Linked DNA regions of Mus musculus: all the other regions are linked to region 1. Evidence: chromatin contacts called from public Hi-C and HiChIP or PLAC-seq data. All regions are on one chromosome and are shown on one strand. The core of a region is the stretch at or near the end of the contact, and the rest is flanking DNA. Distances in the headings are between cores, read along the strand shown.

The links. Hi-C and Micro-C count contacts between places; a contact is called where the count stands out from the background. HiChIP or PLAC-seq counts read pairs in DNA pulled down with a chosen protein or histone mark.
Region 2: a Hi-C map of cranial neural crest shows a contact between it and region 1, with 2.6 times the contacts expected there. The contact joins two enhancer-like sites. A contact is called at or near these places in 1 of 15 datasets of contacts at CTCF or cohesin (large pre-B cells), 8 of 484 Hi-C or Micro-C datasets (adipose-derived mesenchymal stem cells, cerebellum, cerebral cortex and 5 more) and 2 of 115 datasets of contacts at active chromatin or transcription factors (embryonic stem cells and stem cell-derived neural progenitor cells).
Region 3: a FOXA1 HiChIP or PLAC-seq map of pancreatic cancer cells shows a contact between it and region 1. The contact joins two enhancer-like sites. A contact is called at or near these places in 9 of 484 Hi-C or Micro-C datasets (adipose-derived mesenchymal stem cells, brown adipocytes, cerebellum and 4 more) and 3 of 115 datasets of contacts at active chromatin or transcription factors (astrocytes, embryonic forebrain and pancreatic cancer cells).

What each region holds. Positions count from the first base shown.
Region 1 is chr13:28,543,284-28,545,983 of GRCm38.p6, forward strand. The region is part of intron 7 of 2610307P16Rik (RIKEN cDNA 2610307P16 gene); the gene reads right to left. Among named protein-coding and RNA genes, the nearest start is that of Gm40841, 120 kb to the left of the region's middle. Within about 2 kb of position 1,323, at least 77 of the 459 cell types and tissues checked have an H3K27ac peak or open chromatin away from gene starts, as enhancers often do. A contact at or near this core is called in astrocytes, embryonic fibroblasts and pancreatic cancer cells, where this site is marked.
Region 2 is chr13:29,604,043-29,606,742 of GRCm38.p6, forward strand. All of the region lies in intron 9 of Cdkal1 (CDK5 regulatory subunit associated protein 1-like 1), which reads right to left. Among named protein-coding and RNA genes, the nearest start is that of Cdkal1, 250 kb to the right of the region's middle. Within about 2 kb of position 1,404, at least 12 of the 459 cell types and tissues checked have an H3K27ac peak or open chromatin away from gene starts, as enhancers often do.
Region 3 is chr13:29,829,996-29,832,695 of GRCm38.p6, forward strand. The region is part of intron 4 of Cdkal1 (CDK5 regulatory subunit associated protein 1-like 1); the gene reads right to left. Among named protein-coding and RNA genes, the nearest start is that of Cdkal1, 24 kb to the right of the region's middle. Within about 2 kb of position 1,261, at least 46 of the 459 cell types and tissues checked have an H3K27ac peak or open chromatin away from gene starts, as enhancers often do. A contact at or near this core is called in astrocytes, embryonic fibroblasts and pancreatic cancer cells, where this site is marked.

The DNA.
Region 1 (2,700 bases), core at 73-2,572:
AAATGGCAATTATTTGGATGGTGAGAGTATTCCTTCAGGCAAATGCTGTTTCTGGAATAATCTAGCATAACAGGATTCATCCTGGATACAGAGCAGCACTACACTGACACTAAAGTTTATGATTACTGTCACAGCAATATTTTCCTACACACACTAATAAACCAAATTTAATAAAATAAAAGTAGTGTGCTCAAGGATATAGGGAAGTGATATTTGAAACCCAGGTCCGGCGTACTGCTGAAGCTAGAGGGTACTTTGTCAACAGAGGCTGACCAAAATGGAGGGGCATTAATCAATGAGAGGAAAGGGAAGTAAGTCAGCAGAGATGAACACACGCAGAGACCCCTGCTATGACTCTGCTGAGATACCCCATAAATCACACATGATACCTGAACCCCAGTGTGTGGCGACTGATGTCATGTCCTGTGAATGCCCTTTTTGATTCTCTTTAAAGTTGTCTTTAAAATCTAACCTTAGGAACAAAAAAATCAAGGACTGGGGATATGGTTGAGTAATTGAACATTTGCCTAGTATGTTCAATGCCCTGTGCTACCTAAACAAATAAGAATCAAAAGATTACGAATCAAAGCACAAAGAAGAAATTCTCACAGAGAAAGGCTCATGATCTGATTTTTTTATCATCTCTTTTTCTCTAAATCTATCAAATGAGTAACACAAGCAAAAACTAATAATCACCATCCCAGGAAAACTGGAAGCCTTCTTCAAACACAGTAACTTTCCTGAAAAAGAACATCCTACAGATGGCGTCTGCCTTCTAAAATATTATAGATGACACAAAGAAAAACCAGGCTCTGAGACGGATCATCAGATCGTTTGGTTCTTAATAGACAGCTGTGGCTAATGTGCGCCTCAGCCCACATTGCAATCCTGACGCACACACCCTGGCGCTGAGGTTATCAGGCAACTCAGTGAAATGGGACAGAAAACCCCCCAAGGAGCCAAAGCTCCGGAATCTGCTAGACTCATTTCCACGCTCACCCGGGAACCCAGAAAATCACTTTCAGATGCAACCCAGGACAGAGGCTGCCTGCAAGGAGAAGCTTCGATGTACACAGTCTTCCCCAGCAAACCCCCCCGCCCCTCCCCCCCCCCCCCCCCCCGTTTTGCCCTTCACAGCTACCAGTCTTTTTTTTTTTTTTTTTTCTGGAATTCACAAACTTCTTCACAGCAAAGCTTTCTTGCAAGGCTGCTGACTGCCCATCTCTTTCTATCCATTCAGTGCCTGGAAAACACAAGAAGGGGAGACAAAGGGCAAATGCCAGTCTGTGACCTCTGTCTGGATTTAGCGGAGCGTGATGTGTGAATCAGGTGTGTGGAATGGAGGTTTCCATGGCAACGAGACTGCCAGCCAGGCAAGGCTTCACATACTCTTTCTACCATGGTAATAAAAACAATGAGGCCACCTGAGGGACCTCAGCAAAGAGTGAGGCAGCCAAGTTCAGGGTTATCGAGTGACTGGGCGGACCTGGGTCTGCATGAGGTCTACCCACACCCTTAGCACTGGATTCTTTCCCATCAGTGCCTACTGAAGTCCACTCACCACCTTTTGCTGGAAGATGGCATGATCTCTCAGAGGAGTTTCTTGAAAGTGTTATGTAGAAAGGGCTAGGGGAAAGTGTGTAAGCAAAGATTCAGCTATGCCCGTCCACACATTGAGCTATTTTGACCCACTTTGATACTAGGTGCCTACTTGACAGAAGTATTTCCGCTTTCTGGAAGCTTCTTTGCCTTACCTTTGAGTGTGTGTTTGATTTGTACTCTCAGGCCACTAGGAAAGGATCCTGAGCTACATTTTGTGTTTCAGGAATTTAAAATTTTATACTAAATTTTGGTTGTGTAAACACTAGAATTATTCAAAACTTAAAGAAAAAAAAGCAGCTTGTTTTTAAGGCCCAAGAGTTGGATTAGCAGAAGGGAAAAGGGCATACAATTTTAATGAAATCAAAGCTTGCCTTGATTTGTGGGGATGCCCAGTCTATGTGGGGCCCAGGCTCTGAGATGGTTAACAGGTCAGCAGCAGGCGGGATCTGAAGGAAACTGGAAGACAGCAAATTACACTTCCTCTCCCCCCACTGTTTTTAGCTCTGCTCTTGAAGGGTTTCAATTCCTTCACAGCATCACTCCACAGGCTGAATAAAAGTTCCTCCTGCTACTTGGGTTACAGGTCCTGCTTCAGCAGACTGTGACAGGCCCTGCTGTGATCAGCCTGTCCTTTCCAATGCACCAATGGAATGTGTCTCACCACACCTGACTGGCACCCGGAGGCCACCCTCTGCCTTTCAGACAGCTCCTCGTGGTGCCCTAGGATATGCCCACCCCAGAGTCTGATTTACTGCACCAGCTACTCCTCTGTAGCTTCAGCCACTGCAGTTCACAGTGGCACTGCACATCCAGGCAAATTCAATGAATTTTGGTTGCTACAGAACCCCTTATCAGCATGAGATAAGCACAAATATTCCAGGTGATAGTGAACCATGCACAATATTGCACCCTGTGCAGTCATGCTTTTCCTATATGTGCTTGCCCACTGTGTGCACACACCATGCTCCTCCTAAATGTATATACCCACTGTGTGCACACACCATCCTGCTCCTATATGTATACACCCACTGTGTGCAAACATCATTCTGTTCCTATTTAGACATACCCACTCTATGCACATACCATTCTTTTCCTGTA
Region 2 (2,700 bases), core at 154-2,653, 1.1 Mb after region 1:
CAATGCTCAATAAAAAAATTAATGTTTATATGTTAAAAATTCTTTCAACAAGCCCAATTAGGCCTCTATTCCCACAGTTTGTATTTTATAAGCTATTTAGCTGGTGAGCCTTTTCTGAATGTCTTATTACAAGCAAAGTTGGAACAAAATTAGGCCTAAACGTTTGCAACAGAACCCTTTCTCACAAGGCATGTTGCTGCCTTTGTGTTCTCTAGCCCTGCCATTCCGGGGAGACTAAGAGTTTAATAAATTGTAAGATTATTAAATATCTCTAGAGACCCCTCCCCTTTTTCATCACTTAAGGCAATGGCGACCAAAATACCAAATCACTTGCTTAATTTTGAATAGCCAAGTACACAGAGAAAGAGTGGCCAACACTCAAAGGCTGATGCGGCGCTGCTGCCCTCTCCTGGACTCGGTGATCCTAACCCCTCCCCACTGCCTAGGAACAGTGAAACTGAGATGTGGAAGTCAAACACTAGGTCAGGTTCAAAGTTTTCCTGAAATTTTTGAACTTAATTTTATTAAATCAAATGTGTGTGTCGCTCTCTCTCTCTCTCTCTCACACACACACACGAGAGAGAGAGAGAGAGAGAGAGAGAGAGAGAGAGAGAGAGAGAGAGAGAGAGAGTATTAAGAGGTCAGAAAGGTTCTCCATGAATCTCCCACTTACTGAGAGAGCTAGGGAGCATTGATTTTCAAAGTCTTAGACTGTCATCCCAATTTCTCAGGGTATATTTTACACGAACCACCACCCACCCCACCCCCATCTCTGCCGCCACTTCAGCTCTTTTCCCTGTCATACCAAGATAGGTCATGTTCCTGGACCCTAGCTTGGCTAAGCTTATCAGAGTGTTCCATCACCTCTGAAATCATTCTCCCATCAACTAAGAGGTTGCTCTCCAATAATTCAAATCTTGCTTTCTACTTCCTTGTTCTGTTTCATCAAGAAACAAAGCAGCTCACTCTAGAACAAAATTAAAATGAAAATACCTTTCCTCTATATAATTTTGTTTCCTAGTATGTCATTCCAAATCTTTAACTACTTGGGGACACCCAAAGCTAGTTTATAGGGGCTTTAGTTATGTACCTGGAAACTCCCTCTAGCCTCAGTAATTAACCTCTACTCCAAGCCCAGCACCCTTCAATCCAGTCTAGATACAATTATACATAACACTAAAGCATGACCTTTCATCCAAGTCCGCCAACCCCAGACCCCTTCAACACAGAATCTGGACCTGCCAATACTATTCCTCATCACTTACAGAAACTGGGCTTCTTTGCTTTCCCTGCCTCCCTTTAGCAACCTCCACCCCTACAATCCTCCTACCACATGGATTCCTCACCATGGCCTCCCAGACACCAACAAAGGCCTGGCCATGAACATAGCTTCAGATTCAAAGAATATAGAAAAATAAATGAAGTGAAGACAGTGTTGAAAAATCACAACACTATACAAAGGAATGCCTTAAAGACATCCACAGAAGCAACTAGGATGCTGGCCCTGGTGGATGTCGGGGGTCAAAAGAACCCTTGTGCCATGATCTACTAACTCTGCAGTCACTGGGAGAAAGGATAATTAAGATCCTGGGCTCTGGTCTACCACTGCTTGGCTGTGTGTATTTGAGGTTATTGAACCTGTTTTTGATTCAGCTTCTCATTTGCAAAGCATGTAAATTACAGTACATATCTGATAGGGTGCCTATGAGATGGCCATTATGAATGTTACCAAACAGAACAGTGCTTGGCGTTATAATAGAGTAACTCTCAGATAGACAGACAGAAAGACAGACAGATTACTTAGTTTTCTTATTTTTCTTTAAAGCTAGGGACCTGTGATTTAAAGAACAAACAAAAAATCAATTTCTTAAATATGTAACAGGCATCCAAGGTTTTTTGGGTTTTTTTATGTATTCTACAGTTTGAGGACAAGTTTTGTAATTGTTCTGTAAACGTAAGCCATGGGCTTCGAGTAGCCACATCAAATGATCTGTTCTTCAACCTCTCTAGCACTCTGCTATACTGTCTGCGTTCCAGGGCCTTACCATTAAGCTTCAGGTGATGGTTCTGAGGGAACATCCATAAATTCCTAGAGCAGAAAGACTCAACTTGTTCTAGTCTATTCCGGTGACTATAACAAAAAACCACAGGCTGCGTACCTTATAAATAAGCATGGTCTGCTGCTCTCAAGAGCAAGGCATTGGATGACTCAGTGTCTGATGAGAGCCTGTTGCTCACAGGTGGAGACATCTAAGTATGCTTACAAGGCACAAGGGACAGGAAGAGAGCCAGGCTTCTCAGGCCAGTTTTCTAAAGGCAAGAATCCCATTCACCACGACTGTCCCCAAGGGCCTTTTGAAACTGTTTTTAATTCTGCACTAGCCTCACAGCCAAGAGTAATTTTTTGGTATGGTCTGAAGATCCTTGCTAAGTGTTATTTTTACTTAACTCTGGAAACAACTTCGGTAATCAAAACTATAATACTGAATTTATCTTCAAAGGAGATAATCAAGAAAGCACACATTTGGAAAAGCAAGCATTTTCAAGATAATAAGAGATCTTGTTCTAAAATACATATCTTAAAATATTTTAAATATAAACACTCTAGAATATATTTTGAGACACATGTTACAGTTTTGTGGCTATTTGTGTTTACAAACAAGATGTCTAGAACTACACAAATGTACTCTCTTATTATAA
Region 3 (2,700 bases), core at 11-2,510, 1.3 Mb after region 1:
CATCAGTATCTTCGGAGAAGTCAGAGAAATAAATTGTTGGACGCCAACCTGGCTTCTGCCAACACAGTTAAGTGCTAGTGAGCTAACCTGCACAGACTCAGACTTCCTTCTAGACCTTGAATACACGAAAGAAACGTGTTCTCAGTTTGAAGACCTTAGCCTATTTCTCAATTAACTGGTATTTTATTCCTTTCATTTGTATTAACTCCATTCAAATTAATTTTCCCATTTGCAACATAATAAATTTCAATTCTCCAGAATAAGGGTAAAATGTTCAAAATAGGAGGCCTGACTTATACCAAAGATGATTTTCCCCCCAAAATAAAATTACTTCTGATCTTCATTATCCACAACTGTATGAATAACTACCCAGTTCCCATGCTTTTTTTTAAAGTTGCTTTTCAATGTCAAGAATAAATCTTTTTCCTGTTTTATATATACTAGACCTAAACTTAAACAGCTAAGCCTTTCATCTTCTCACTTTAAAAAGCACCTAATTAGTTTACCACTACCAGATAATCCACTTCATTTTAAAAACATTAAAGCAAATATAAGCCACTGTCTTTATAGACCATTTATGCACACGAAAAGTCATCAATCCATTTTGTACATAAGAGCAGACAGAGTCTGTAAATTTGTAATTAATCATTCCACATTGCTTCATTTCCTCATTATCTACCCACTGACCAGATAAGCAAGCAAGAGAGAAGGGCAGGTGGACAGAGAGAAGGGAAATAGAAGTCTTCTTGCAAGGGTGAGGGCAGATCTGTCTCCTTGGTTGAATACACAGCATAACAGGCCTGTGATGCACATATATCTAGTGAATAAATGAATCTATAAAGAGTCTGAGCACACTGGACGTCATGTGTTCATCTTATTTATGAATAACTTGTGGTTTGGGAAGATAAGATGGTGTCACTAAGGCCACAGGGTAAGTTGGCCATTCCTGCACAATCTAACACTATGTTTGTGCATTTCCCCCCTCTCACCTACATACGTATTTAAGTTCAATATATCACTCTTTCTAGAACTTGAGCCACATAAAAACAGCTGTGGCTGAAGAATGTATTTGGTGGTTAGTTTTACATTCAGAAAGAAAAAAAAAAATGTCCACACTGAAAACCATCAGGAGGATTAAAACATCAGAGTCCCAAGCCAAACAATCTGGTGGCTGGCGGTAAACACTCATTACTGTGACACACAGGGATTGATCAGGTGGTCCATGACTGTACCAATAATAAAACCTAACTCACTAGAAATGTTCCTGACCAGAGCAAAAGCATTTGCTTGGCCGGTACAGAAGGAATGACAAGTCTGAAAGAAATGCCCAACACTGGCCAGACGCCACAAGGAGTAAGTACAGAAGATGAAAAGAAGCAACAGAGAAAAGTAACGAAGAACTATGTGCCTTTTTACTGAGTCACTGTGAGCATGAAGTCTAGCCTTACACAGCCCATGAATCACAACATCTGAAAAGGACTACAAAGCCATTTTACTTGTTTGTTCAAAGAAAGGGTCTCAAAAACTTAAGAGCTAACTACAAACTACAAACACGCTAAACTGCATTTGCTCAGGCATTATACCAAGTCATTCCTTGTCCTGTACCTAACAACAAACAAGAAGAGCACAAAAAGAAGAAGAAAACACTTATATAACAAGCTCTGTTTGCTCCCCATTAAATGGCATGAATATTAATATAAGCCATTAAAATCCTAATCAAGTGCTTATTGTAAGGAAAAGTATGGTCTGTGCTGGGAACACAAAAGAAGAAGACTGGCCCTTACTCGGGCTCGTCCTAGTAAGAAGCAAAGCATAAACAAGGGCAGTGTGGTCTAGGAGTGGGAAAGAGAGGATGGAGGCCACAGCGCTGCTAAGGAATGACCTGACTGGGGTCTGCGTGGGCCAGGGCAGGCGAGGGAAGAAGAAGATTCCAATAGAGCTTCACACTTGACAGTTCTAATCAAGTGCTTCACCTCAGGCAAAGTTACACACTGCGTGGGAAGAGCCATCACCGGGCCTCTCACTTCTGCCATAGTCAACATGATTCATTTGTGAGAATTAAAAACCTGAGAAAAGATGAGGAAGCTCACTGACTACCAACCATTTTTGGAACAAGACCCCCATATCCTCTGACACCTAATCCCACATTTCTCATCTGACTCACTGACTACCCAAAGAAGCCATCAGAGTTTGCCTCACTTCCTAATGCACACTCACCACAGACAAAGATACACAGGAGTGAAACACATACAACTAAAAGACATCTAAATACGTCCAAACCGATTAAATACGTGTCTGATTCAAATTTCATTAGTATTGCGAGTACATGTAAAGTACTGGAATTTAAAACATCATAGATGGGAAGTTTCTTCATTAAAGCATAATAGCTAATGCCTGGCAGTCATTTACTAGTCATTACAGCAACCATCCTCAACATGAAGAATCACAGGTCTAGAGAAGCCGGCGTCATTGTTATGACAGCATTCCCCAGGTTTTATCAGTGTCTAAATTTATCAGCATCCTTAAGAGTAATAGTTAATCAAAGGCTAGAGAAGAAACAGTTTTAAGACAGAACTAAAGTAGTTACTGTCCCTACCATATAAAAGGCTAAATATAAGGAGGAAATACCCTAAGTATATTTTCTATAATAAAGATAAAAATATTCTGTTGACAAAATAAAAAATTGTATATAAGGTCTAT